2 separate regions of the Mus musculus genome follow, and region 1 is linked to region 2. The links are chromatin contacts, called in public Hi-C maps. All regions are on one chromosome and are shown on one strand. The core of a region is the stretch at or near the end of the contact, and the rest is flanking DNA. Distances in the headings are between cores, read along the strand shown.

Region 1 (5,918 bases), core at 2,888-5,387, 120 kb after region 2:
AACCAAGGGAGATGCAGAAAAATATCACAGAGGGATATTATTTCTGATTTCTACTTCCTTAATACCACATTTATGATGGTCTCAATCCATCTGTTCAATCATTATCATAATTCAACAGTCTGGTACATACCTGGAACCCCAGCTGAGCAGTACACACAGGAGTTCAAGGCAAGCCTGAGCTACATAGTGAGACCCTGTCTCAAAATAACATGAACAACACAAATCAAGTAAAGGTGATTGCAACCTAGATCACTTTCAGACTCTTGAGCATTTCAACATGGCCGTGACCATTATTTTATTTTGACAACGGGACAGGATCAAGACATTTGTCTAATAGGCACTGTAACTTATTCTTCACATTTCCCCAGTCCCCGTTTGTAATCTAGCAGACAGCACCTTTTATTTCAAAAGAAAAAGTCTGCCACCTTCTTGATTGTCTTTCACTAGAAGCAGAGTACGTGTAAAATTTTATGAATGAATAGCTTCATCACAGTGCGGCTTTTCGCTCCCTTTCTTCCCACCCCTCCTTCCAAGATGCAAAGACAGCTGAATGGAGTACACAACTGTACTGCAAGCTATATTGTCAACATCTGCACAACATCCAAGAGCCTGTCAGCATTCCAGCAAATGTGTAGAACTGTGCAGCCACTCAAAAGACAAAACCTTTTTTTTTTTTTAAATTTCCAAACTGCTTTTTACTTTATCGTGTAAAGTTAGACAGACAAGAACACACCTACTGGCTAAAAGGGTAACTTTCACAACTTCCTGGAAGTCCAGTGAGAGGCAAGAGAACCCATTTTAGGCAAGCAGAATGCAATGAGGAGAATGCACATTGTAATCTACTTTGTATTTTAGGTTCTTGCAACTGTACAAAAGGGCTTTCTGTTTAAATTGAAAGCCGTGCACAAAATCTGTCCCATCATGAGCTATAGACTGCCTATTTTCCTGTATAGTTCAACACTTTTTAAACAGTGGTGTATGCAAAAAATTATTTAACTCTAAGTTAGGTACAAATACACTCAGAGCGTGCTTCGGCTGCCAGCAAATAGTCATAGGCTTTATCCTCCTTAAAGAGAAGCTGGTATGAGATGCTATTTCAAGTTGAGAAAAAGCTATTTTATAACAGTCCTGGGACTCATTATGCATTCTTAAAGCAGGAACAGAAATCAGCGAGATGGAGTGGTTCTTACACGCAGAGCAAAGCAGAAAGTCACATTTTCATAGGAAGTCTCTGGTCTCATCCCTACATAAGGCAGCAGGGCAGTGACTGGGAAATGTTCTCACACCTATAGTGCTGTGGCCCCGAGGTTTAATACTTTCACTTTTTATAATGATGTCTCTGGCCCAAAATCATTCAGCCACACAGCTTATAGACCTGAAGACTAGGTTTGGGATCATTAAAAAAATGAGAACTTGATGGTTGTCATCCTTCCTCTGCAGATATCTATTGCTCTCCCTCTAGCACCTCCTTTCTCAAATGTGATGGCTTCCCATGGGTCTCTTCGAGCAGTGTGGAATTACTAGACAGTAAATTCCATTGTTAGCAGCGTGGGTCTTTGTTTCTAGGTAGACTGTAGAAAACCTGCACTAGACTTTAGTAGGTGCAAAACAAACTTTCCCCTCCTTTCCAGCTTCTATTGCTTGGAAGAAGTGAAAAGCACACCGAGTACAATAGGATCAGCTGGGTTATAGACAGACGTCTATTTAGGCTAGGCTTAGAGAAGTGTTTCTAAATATTTGGGAAAAGCATTTCCCCAAAGCATTATAAATTAAAAAAAAAAACAATTTGCTTTAGTATTTAATGTCTAATGGACTAAATTTTGCACAGTCCAAAAGAAAATGTGCCTATGATTCAGAAAAAGCCAAAGTCTCTGGTAAGGGTCCTTGTCAATATGCCTTTCTTCAGAAATACCTGGATCAATTACATTACGTGTCGGTGTCCAGTCATTGGTTCGGGTGCATCAGCCGTCTGTTTTTCAGTAGTCACCCAAAGCCTTGCTAATTAAACCAACATGTCTGCACTGTGATCAGTCACCAATCATTTCAAAATTAAATCTTGCAGCAGCTTTATTTTAATTGATGTTTTCCCAGGAACTTTACCTACACGTATGGAAAGGCTGTGGGGGTCAGAGGCCAGTTTAGAAAGAGCAATTAAGAACATCTAGACGAAAAGAACTCCCTAAAACCATTGGAACAAAATATTCACATCTATGTGTGTGTTGTGTGTGCTTACTTATCAATAAACAGTGTCACATAATCTACGTGTGCCGAAACCAACAGCACAACTAATGGCCTACGGTTAAACTTCAGTAGAACCCGTGTTTTAATGTCATTTTCTTATCACAGAAGCTTTTTTTTCCTAGTGCTAAAAACTACAGCTGCCTTTACAATCCTTCCCTATAATGTAGAGCCATCATGCCATTCAGCTCCAGGTGGTAAAAGCAAGCTGCCCAAATGTATTCACACAGGGAGGGAAGAGATGCAATGCAGTTCTGCGGCCCTGCTAAGGCATCCCATGGAAATGGGAAAGTTAGTTAGAGAAAGCGTTTGCTAATGACAAGCCATGCAGGAAGTTCCTTTATGTTAAAAAAAAAAAAAGGAAAGGTGGGGGTGAGAGGAAGGAAAGAGTAAACGAGGAAAATCAAAGGAAAAAAGAAAAGAAAACAAACAGGGAAAAAAATAAACCCACGCAACAAGTTGCAGTCAGTGTTAAATTGCCTTGTTTGCGCGGGAGTAGAAAAAAAGTTTTAAAAGCAGCGCATTTCATCGGTGTCCTAGCAAGGCAGCCAGTTTCCTAAACCCAAACTCATCCGCAGCCTTACCTTCCGTCGCTAGCTCAAACCCAGAGGCTAAGGGGCCCCTGTTCTCAGTGGCAGCAGTAGGGGCAGAGGCAGCAACAGCCGCACATGCCATCTGTTAGCGGGAGAAGCAAAAAAAAAAAAAAAAAAAAAAAGCAGCGCTGCGCTGCGCTAGGTGGCCCCGGTGCCGGGCGAGCCTTTAGCAGGGGTGTATAGTGGATGCCGCCATTTTAAAGCGAGGTTCCTGAAATCCTTAGATATAGGCAAATTAAAGCTCGCCCCACCTCCAGAACTTCAGGGCTGGGACGTGCTACCGGGCCCCGAGTCAGCGGCAGCGGGGTGTACGGTGTCAAGTCCAGCAACACGCGCTGCGAACTCCGGGGACCAAGACCACGAGCCCAGAGGTGCCATCCACCTCCGCCCCCACCCCACCCCCGTCCCCAGGCCCCCACGCTTTTGCCTCAGGCCTAAGGAGACCCTAGTTTGTGGGGTGCCCTCGGTAATGGGGGAGTCCCCCCAACTCGGCCGGCTTGCTAGGGGAGGGGCCCGGGAGCACGCCCTCCCCACCCCCCGCGGTCGCCACCGCTTGGTTCAGTCCACTCGGAGCACACCTCCGAGCGCCCCAGCTCCCCAAGCCGCCGCGGCGCGCGCGGGCGGGCGGGCCGGCGAGCGGGCAAGCGGGAGGGCCGGCCGGGGCAGGCACGGGGCTCCTGCCGCCGAGGCTCGTGGTTGCTGTGGCAACCGGCCCTCATCCCACCCCCACCTCATCTCCCCCAAACTGGGGCCCCTAGTTAAAGGCGTGCCCTAAGTTCTCCCCGGCACCCCTCCACCGTGCACCCCCACAACACACACACAAAAGTCCCGCATCCCTCCCCCCCGCGCTCCCCCGGGCTGACCCCGCTGGCTCTCACTTTAGCGCTCGGCCATTCGGGAGAGACAATTCGGATTTTAGGCGCCCGCAAGGCAACTCACGCCAAACTCCTGGAGTCGCCGGCAATCGCCGCCCTCAGCCGCCCCGGACCGGCCCCGCCCCGCCTGGCCAGGTAGCGCCACTCACCCCGCCTAGCCGTCGCCCCTCGCCGCCACTGCCACGGCCACCGCCCCCGCCACCGTCCAGCCTCACCTCTCCGAGTGAGCGACTCCAGCGGCGTCTCGCTGCGAGGACGCCACGCGCAGGAACTCCCCCGTGCGGCGCTCGCTGCCCCGATTCCCGCGCCCCGGCCCGGGACCGTCTTCCGCCTCCTTGCGGCTCGCTCGCAAAGAGCGCCAAAAAGTCGCGCTCCTGCTCGCGCTCCGACTGGGGGCACTTTCTTCCTGTAGGACGCACTTGCGTCGTGAAATCTCGTCTTTGTGAGAGTCGTACCTTCGCGCTTGCTTTTCCCGAGACTGCTGGCGTGGGCTTTATTCTCAGGGGGTGTGGCGCCTCCCCCCACCCCACCCCCAAGCCCCCAGCTTGCACAAGCCCTCGCCGAGAGTGGCTTTTGTCATTGCGTTATTAAGTATGTGTGTGGGAGGGGGGATGGGGGCAAATCATAACGTTCAGGATGTTCAGAAGCAAAGCCGGCGGGAAGCATGCACACGCCACCCGGGTCGGGAGCGCGAGCCGGCTCTAAAGTTTCTAGAGCTTCAGTGACTACAGTGCCAACTAGACAGGCAATTGTAATGCGAAGCTATAGGTTTCTAGACACTCCCGAGACAGGTGAGGTGTACTAGAAAAATTCCAAAATGACTTTGATCAATACGTATTTCAACTCGTGGAGGGTGAAATACTTACCGTTTGCCTTCCGGGGTCTCCTCCCTTCCATAAAACGCCAGATCTTTTATTTCGCTCCAAAAACTTGAGAGAAGAGAACTGTTGATCAGAGGAAATGCTTCCCCTACTGCAAGGGAGTTTACCGGGTAGGAGGAGCCCTGAGGTAGGGTTCCAGATACTTCTGAATGGAAAATGGACAAAGCAAAGGCGGTTTTATACTTGGGTTTTAAAGTGTGCATCTGGACATCTAAATTACAAGTTTCAATTTAATGCGAGCGTAATAAGAGCACCAGCTGTCTCTTAATTGGAGCCCCACAATAATAAATGCGTGCTTTTATTTAATTTTATGAGGACAATTGTAGATGATAACACACACACATGCAGGATCGTCAACGAGGATCTCGTAGCAATTCATGGCTGCTTTCCTGCATGCAATCAACTGCTTCAGTCTAGAACTCAGCTCTATAAGCTCCGCACAAAGTGCAGAAGCATTGCAGGGCATATTTAAGTGGCAGTTAGGTTGTGGAGTGAAGTGAATTCTCGGGCTAATTATACTTTTTAATTCTGCCCAACTGATCCAAATAGAATTCAGCTCATTTTAGGCAAGAAATCAATCTCTGTGTGTTAAATGCAAAATAATCAGAGTACGACAGCAATGGTTAGAAGACTGGGCACAAACTGCCCCTCACATCATTAAAATCTGCAATGGCATTTGGCAAGAACTGGGAAAGTCACCAGGACAATGTACAGGGATCATGTCAAACACTTGAGAGTTATGGCCAGGATCCTAACAAGTCAAAATAAGGACTTCCTGGTTACCTCATGAACTCCTAACTACTTCTCCCACGCCTTCTTTCATACTTGCCAAAGTCCCTGCACTACTGTAAAAAAAAAAAAGTCAAACTTGTCTGGCATATAGGAAGTGGTTTTGCCAGTCCACGAGCCACCACCAAACTAAAGAGGTGTTGGTTACTTCGAGAGACTGGAAGACAGGCAAGGCAGTATAACTTTATGCCCAGTGACCCAACAAATGAGGAGCTGTCATGTCAGTGACTCAACAAAAGGAGTCTTTATACTAAACTTGGGCAACACGGGTCCCTCACCTCTGTCCACCACTGCAATCCAAGACTCCTGCGGGACCCACAGGTTTTCCTAATAACCACCCACACAGACAGGCCCACTTTCACTGTTGTGGAGTTGCTAGAACAATTATTTCCTTAGGAATGTGCGGTACACTTCAAGGAATGTTACCCATCTAGGGGACAGCATGGTTTCAACATTGTCTCTTGCTTGAAAGGGCTGGCCAGTGAAAACTGCAAAGGAGATTTTACTGTTTTCTGGAGAGAAGAGTAACCTTATAAACAAAT
Region 2 (5,941 bases), core at 445-2,944:
AATCCTACAGACTCAGATCTTGCCTGCTCTTAATCCTGGTCCTTTTGCTTTTCATGGCTTTTCTTTGACGTGCATCATCCTGTTTATTGTGCCTGTCAGAGATTATCTCTTGGGTCTTTGTCACTTTCTCAAGCATCCAGCCATCCCTAAATCTTAATGTACAGACATCAGCTAAAGCCAGAAGGCTTTGATCCATCCTTTGATCTGTTCATATCTTGACATACAAAACTGCTGACAACTGCATTTTGATTAACTTTTTCCCAGAGTTTAGTCACAGCACTAAAACACAATCCCAATATACCCCTAAAATTGTTTTTAAAATCTATTATCAATGTGTTTTTACAGTTACCATAGTGGTAAATTTTGCTCTCAACAGCATTATTACAATTTTCCTGTACTTAGAGAATGTATTCGATTCATGTTTTAAAGCCAAACAAGGGGGAGAAAGTAAAATAAAATTACTGTCATCAACACTACTTCAATGTTTTTTTTCTCTCCTTAAAACGCAGCCACCAGTGACACATACAGCAGCAGATTGCTTATAAACACATTAAAGGTCTTCTTGGAAAAAGTGGTTCTTTTGTTTCCATCATAGTGAGATCTGGCCCTTTGAGAAGATGAATGACAGAGAAGCTAGGAAAATGCCCAAGTCTTTTCTGCACTCTAGCCCAGCACCCTGTGGACACATTAGAATAAACGGTGCCCCAACTCATTTTGGCATCCCAAGATCAAATGACCCAGACTACAATTTACAACTGATGGATGGAGCAAGAGTGGGTGCATGATGAATTAGCCTCCTCTCAATCCACCATCATTGCATAAAGCAATCCTTGGGGCTGAAGTTTAATGGACTAGTAGAGAAATACCACAGTCTTCCTGGCAACAGTGTTTCTTCTCTAGCCTCGCTTCTGAGCAAGTAGGTGTCTGAACTGTTGCCCAGTCTCCCTCCTCCTCCATTCTCCTGCTTTGTGAATGTGAATCCAGAGAACCTAAGCTAGAAATGGGAGAATGAAGTTAATGCTAAGAGAACAGTCCAGAAGAGCAGAGACAAAATAAAAATGTATAGCTCTCTGAGACCTGAAAGAAGTGACATATGGGTTGTGAGTGTAGCTCCTTGATGAGGAATTTGCTTGGTGTGCACAGAACCCTGGGACCAATCCATGGTACCACAAAGAAAAAAAGATCCCAGAGTCGGATTGACAGTCATTGAGTGGAAATCAATGGTTCCTGTTGACTCTTTGCTCCTATTCTCACAGGCAGGTAGTTCTTAAGTATCTAAATGCCTACTAACTCAATAGTATGTACTTATCACATAGGAAGTAGCGATTCACGATTCACATAGTTTAACCCTAGGATGTTTTTCAGGAGCTTAAAAAGGGAGAGTGCTGAAAATTGAATTCCTCATATTGTTTCTTCCAAAACAACGTCCTAAAACGCATTGGTTCCTCTACTCCTCTTCAATATCACTTCGGCTTCAATGTTCAAGGACAACATTTGTTTTGTGAGGCTCTGTTAGACTTTAGCTCTTAAGACCTTCAAGTAATTCTATTTATATATATATATTTTTCACAGCATAAGTAGATCAAAAACTCTACAAACAGTCATAAAGCAAGGGAGACGGAAACCCTGCTTCCTTTCTGTCTCACTAGAGTTTGAAAGGCTTGCTGCAAGGATACTCTCACGTTGCTTCTCGTTAAGCAATGACGCAGCAGTCCTGAAACCCAAAGGAGGAAATAGATTACAATGATAAACCATTTTCAACTGTCATGGACCTCCCCCCGCCCCAGAATCTATAGATACATTTGAATGGGTTCTGTGATGTCTTCTAACAAGACAAATAAAAGTAAATGGTCTATAAAAATAAACCAAGGACGATTTGCTTAGAGCTATGTAAGATGTATTTCCTCATTCGTGCCCTTTGAATGTTCCTACTATCATTGAATTTCTAAAATAGGTTTTCAAATTAGGTTCCTACACAGACTTTTTTTTTCTTTAAAATTTTCATACCTCCTGTGGAGCTGTGACATTATCCCAAGATTTCCTCTTCTTAAAGAACTTTATTTTCTCTTGATGTCTCTTTGTCTCTGTCTTTCTCTGTGTATCTATTTCCCTCCGTCCCTCTCCCCTCCTACTACCTTCTGTGTGTGCATGTCTGTGTGTGTCTCTGTGTGTACCTGTTTGTGCAATTCAGAAGACAACATTGTAGAGTAGTTCTCTCTACCTTTAAGACAGTTCTGGGAATCAAACTTACTTCACCAGAAATGTTGCAGTAAGTCATCTTGCAGGCTGAAGATCTCCTGTTATTTTTCATATATTTTTCTTGCTATTACATATTTTGCCTACTTGTTTGGAAGTGTGCTGCATTCATGCAATACCTATGGGTCCTGAAGAGGGCAATGGATTACCTGGAAATAAAGTAACCAAAGGTTGTGAGCCACCAGGTAAACCCAAGGAACCAATGTCTTGTAGGATTCTCTGCAGGAACAGGAAGTACTCTTAACCACCAAGTCATCTCTCTAGTCCCTAAGTTCTCTTTTTTAAAATGATAATTCTGGGACTATTCCCATAACCACAATAGTCCCTCAGTAGATCACTAAATATTGAGTAGTTATACAAATATTTGCTAAATGAATAAATCAGTGACAAGATGATGAAAGGTGTGATTAAATAGGATGTCGAGATAGCAGAAAACACGGGGCAGGTAATAGAAATAAACTAGCATTAAGGAATTAGGAATTATCCTCTGGTTCCCCTCATATTTCCTTCATTATTATGTAGCCTCTTCCCATAGGATGACCAAGACTACCAGACTTACAGTCTCCTGCCTTAATGATTCCTATAGAAAAACAGGGCCACTTCTTTTCTGATAATTCCACCAGATATCTCAGGTTTGCCATGGTCAGGTGCAGTTTGTGTAATCAGCTTACCTCTGAAATTACTGCTGTGTCCATTTGTGCTGATCTGGATCCCATATCCAGCCCTAGGATTAAGTAGGGGACGAAGGGCCTGAGATATGAGCTGTGTTTTAGTTCCATTGATTAAGCTTAGACAGAATACATTCTGAAGTAGTTGTTGGGCAGTTATAAAATAGTCTCTGCTTATTCCCAGAATATAAATTGGGAAACAGTGTAAGATACAAGTCATAAACAAATAGAGAACATAAGGGTGTTGAGAGATGTATTTTCTTCTCCATGCCTTCCTTCCAACTGTGGGCTTTCATTCTTTCACAATTATTGAATTGAGCTCAGGAATTTTTCTCACAGTTTTAAAATTATTTATTTATTATTAGATCGAAAGTTTGTCAGCATGCATGTTTATATGCAATATGCTATGTGTAAGTCTGGTGCCCTAAGAGGTCTGAAGAGCAGGTCAGATTCCCAAGACCTTAAATTTCAGATGGTTGTAAGGCTCCATGTGAGTGCTGGGAACTTAACCAGGGTCCTCTGCAAGGGCAGCAAATGTTCTTAACTGCTGAAGCATCTTTCCAGCTCCTTTCACATTTTTTAAAATCCAAGAATAAATTGATATATATTTTTTAACTTGGGAAAAAACTGAGTACATGGGTCCATCCATGCTGTTTGTACTGTGCAGACATTTGTAGAGTTTCTCCCCTTCGCACCATTTAAGTTTATGAACACAAGAAGGGTAGAGAGCATGGTCACGTGTGGGAGGAATCTCACTGATGCATGCCTTAGGAAGTTCTCCATAATTCATAAGATGATCTAAATGACCACAAACAGGAAGATGCAGAATGTCACCAAATAGTAACAGAAAGTAACTTCTATATTTTAGAAGAAAGAAATGTTGTTGCCATACATTAGCACTTACGATACCTGCTTTTGGAGAGTCTGAACTCCTTGGCTACACACATGACAGCGCTTTCTCTCCCATTTAATTTCATAAGATTTATATAATTATAACTGTCTTCTCTGCCTATCTAGCATGTCATAACAATTTCAGGATAATGAGAAGAAAGCAAAGACTAGGTTTTCTGTATTTTGCGATCCTTTTAAATGTCTTGCCTGATTACTCTAATTCTGCCACCCACACTCTGGTTATGTTTGTTCCTGTCTTTAGACAAACTCTGATCTCATGACACAGGATGAGAAGAGGACACTGACAGTTAGACCTGCGTAGGACTCTGTATGGGATCACATAATCCATTTCCCAGCCTTTATATTTTCTCTGTACTTTGCGGGGGCACTTAGTGATCCCAACTAGAGATCATCACTGATGTAGTCTCTTCAACTTCGTGGCAGCCTTCTACCACCTCAGAAACTGTTCCTTTCCCTGCCTTTTACTGTTAGATGAGCCTTCTAATGATGGTGGATTTTTGTTTGTTTGTTTGTTTGTTTTTCAGCTCAGGGCAAAACAAGAGGAAGGGCTCACATGCTTTCCAAAGGGGCCAGAAGCACATAGACTGCCACTTTACTTGTTTCTTTCACTTGATATTTAATAAATCAAATTCTTCATGGTGTGCAGTCTATGTGTTTCTGACTCATGTAGTCATGTAAATACCAGGATGACAATAAACTAGAAAGAGGAGCTTCAGCCTACCCCATCCCCAGTTCCACCCTGCTGTTGCCCTTTTATTCAACCTATAATTCAGGCCCAACAACTTCTGATCTATTATCTACTGCCATCGTGTTTTGCCTTTCCAGGATGATATATCAAGGGAATCATGGGTATCTTTTTAAGTCTAGCATCTTTCAGTTAGAAAAAAAATGCCTCAGATTCATCAATAATTTGTTCCTGATTATCGATGGGAGGTATCCATTGTATAATTATGTCACACTTCATCCACTCTCCAGCTAAAGGACTTTTAAGTTGTTTTCATTAGTAGAGACTATCAACAAAAGCACTACATATTAACAGACAGAATTTGTTTGGACTTAACTTTTAATTTCTCTTAGATAAATACCTAAGGGCTGAGTGAATAGGTAATAGTGTTTGTTATAAAGACAAGGCAAATCCCATTCAAAAGGGCTATCTCTTAACTTCACACTAGAAATGACATTTCTAACTGCTTTAAGATTTTACTAGTATTTAGTACTACTAGGTTTCCTTCCTTTCTTCCTCCCTCCTTCCCTCCCTCCTTCTCTCCCTCCCTCCCTCCCTCCCTTCCTTCCTTCCTTCCTTCCTTCCTTCCTTCCTCTTCTTCCTCCTCCTTCTTTTTCTTCTTCTTTCTCCTCCTCTTCCTTTTGAGACAGGATCTCACTATGTAGCCCTGGATGGTCTAGAGCTCACTGTGTAGACCAATGTGGCCTTGAATTCTCAAAGCTCCACCTGCTTCTGCCTTGTGTTGGGATGAAAGGTGTGCACCACCACATCCAGCTATTAGGTTTTCTTTACAGAACTCTACTAAGAAAGTGGAAGTATTACCATAGCCATTGACTTGAACTACTGCTGATTAGGGTATTCTGCCAAGGACACATATGCATAGAAAGGACACGAAGGAAGCATCTCTCCTTGTGCTGCTTTATTGGGAGGTCCTGATCTTCACACTCCGCTATGTAAGATAAAGCAGGAGTGCCTCTGAGATTCTGAACATTCCTTTCCAAATGATGTTGTGCAATTATGGCCATTTTCTTTAAAGTCTTCACCTAAGTTGAGCAACCACTCACTGGGATACATTTGTAGAAAAGATGACATGCTCCACAGAGAAGCAGTAGATCATCAAGGTTTGGATGCTGACCCTGGACCCAAATCAGATATTTGAATACGGCCTTTGCCATCTGGTGGCTATGTGACCTTATGCTAGTGGCATAATATCTCAGTGTCTGCTTCTCCATCACAGATAATAATTATGCAGATGATGCCCGTGTGAGGCTGAATTAATACAGGTCACTGCTGCTAGAGCAGTGGCTGGCATATGGCACTCCCTGAGCATGAAAAGTATTTGATACTACCTTGTCACCAAAGCAAGGGTAATTTGTTGAGA

What was found. A called contact is a pair of places that touch in the nucleus more often than the background predicts.
Region 1: a contact with region 2 is called in a Hi-C map of the G1E-ER4 cell line, with 3 times the contacts expected there. The contact joins the promoter of Mbnl3 here to the enhancer-like site in region 2. A contact is called at or near these places in 9 of 39 promoter capture datasets (the 3T3-L1 cell line, 3T3-L1-derived adipocytes, the C10 cell line and 6 more), 26 of 484 Hi-C or Micro-C datasets (the Ba/F3 cell line, the C2C12 cell line, the G1E-ER4 cell line and 20 more), 2 of 115 datasets of contacts at active chromatin or transcription factors (bone marrow-derived dendritic cells and bone marrow-derived macrophages) and 3 of 9 other capture datasets (adipose tissue, liver and macrophages).

Annotation. Positions count from the first base shown.
Region 1 is chrX:51,201,853-51,207,770 of GRCm38.p6, forward strand. Mbnl3 (muscleblind like splicing factor 3) reads right to left here and starts at 4,138. Exons shown (of 8, transcript NM_134163.5): 1 at 3,922-4,138.
Region 2 is chrX:51,083,482-51,089,422 of GRCm38.p6, forward strand. No RefSeq gene overlaps it. Among named protein-coding and RNA genes, the nearest start is that of Rap2c, 68 kb to the left of the region's middle. Within about 2 kb of position 1,695, at least 15 of the 459 cell types and tissues checked have an H3K27ac peak or open chromatin away from gene starts, as enhancers often do. A contact at or near this core is called in the Ba/F3 cell line, the G1E-ER4 cell line, the HPC-7 cell line and 1 more, where this site is marked.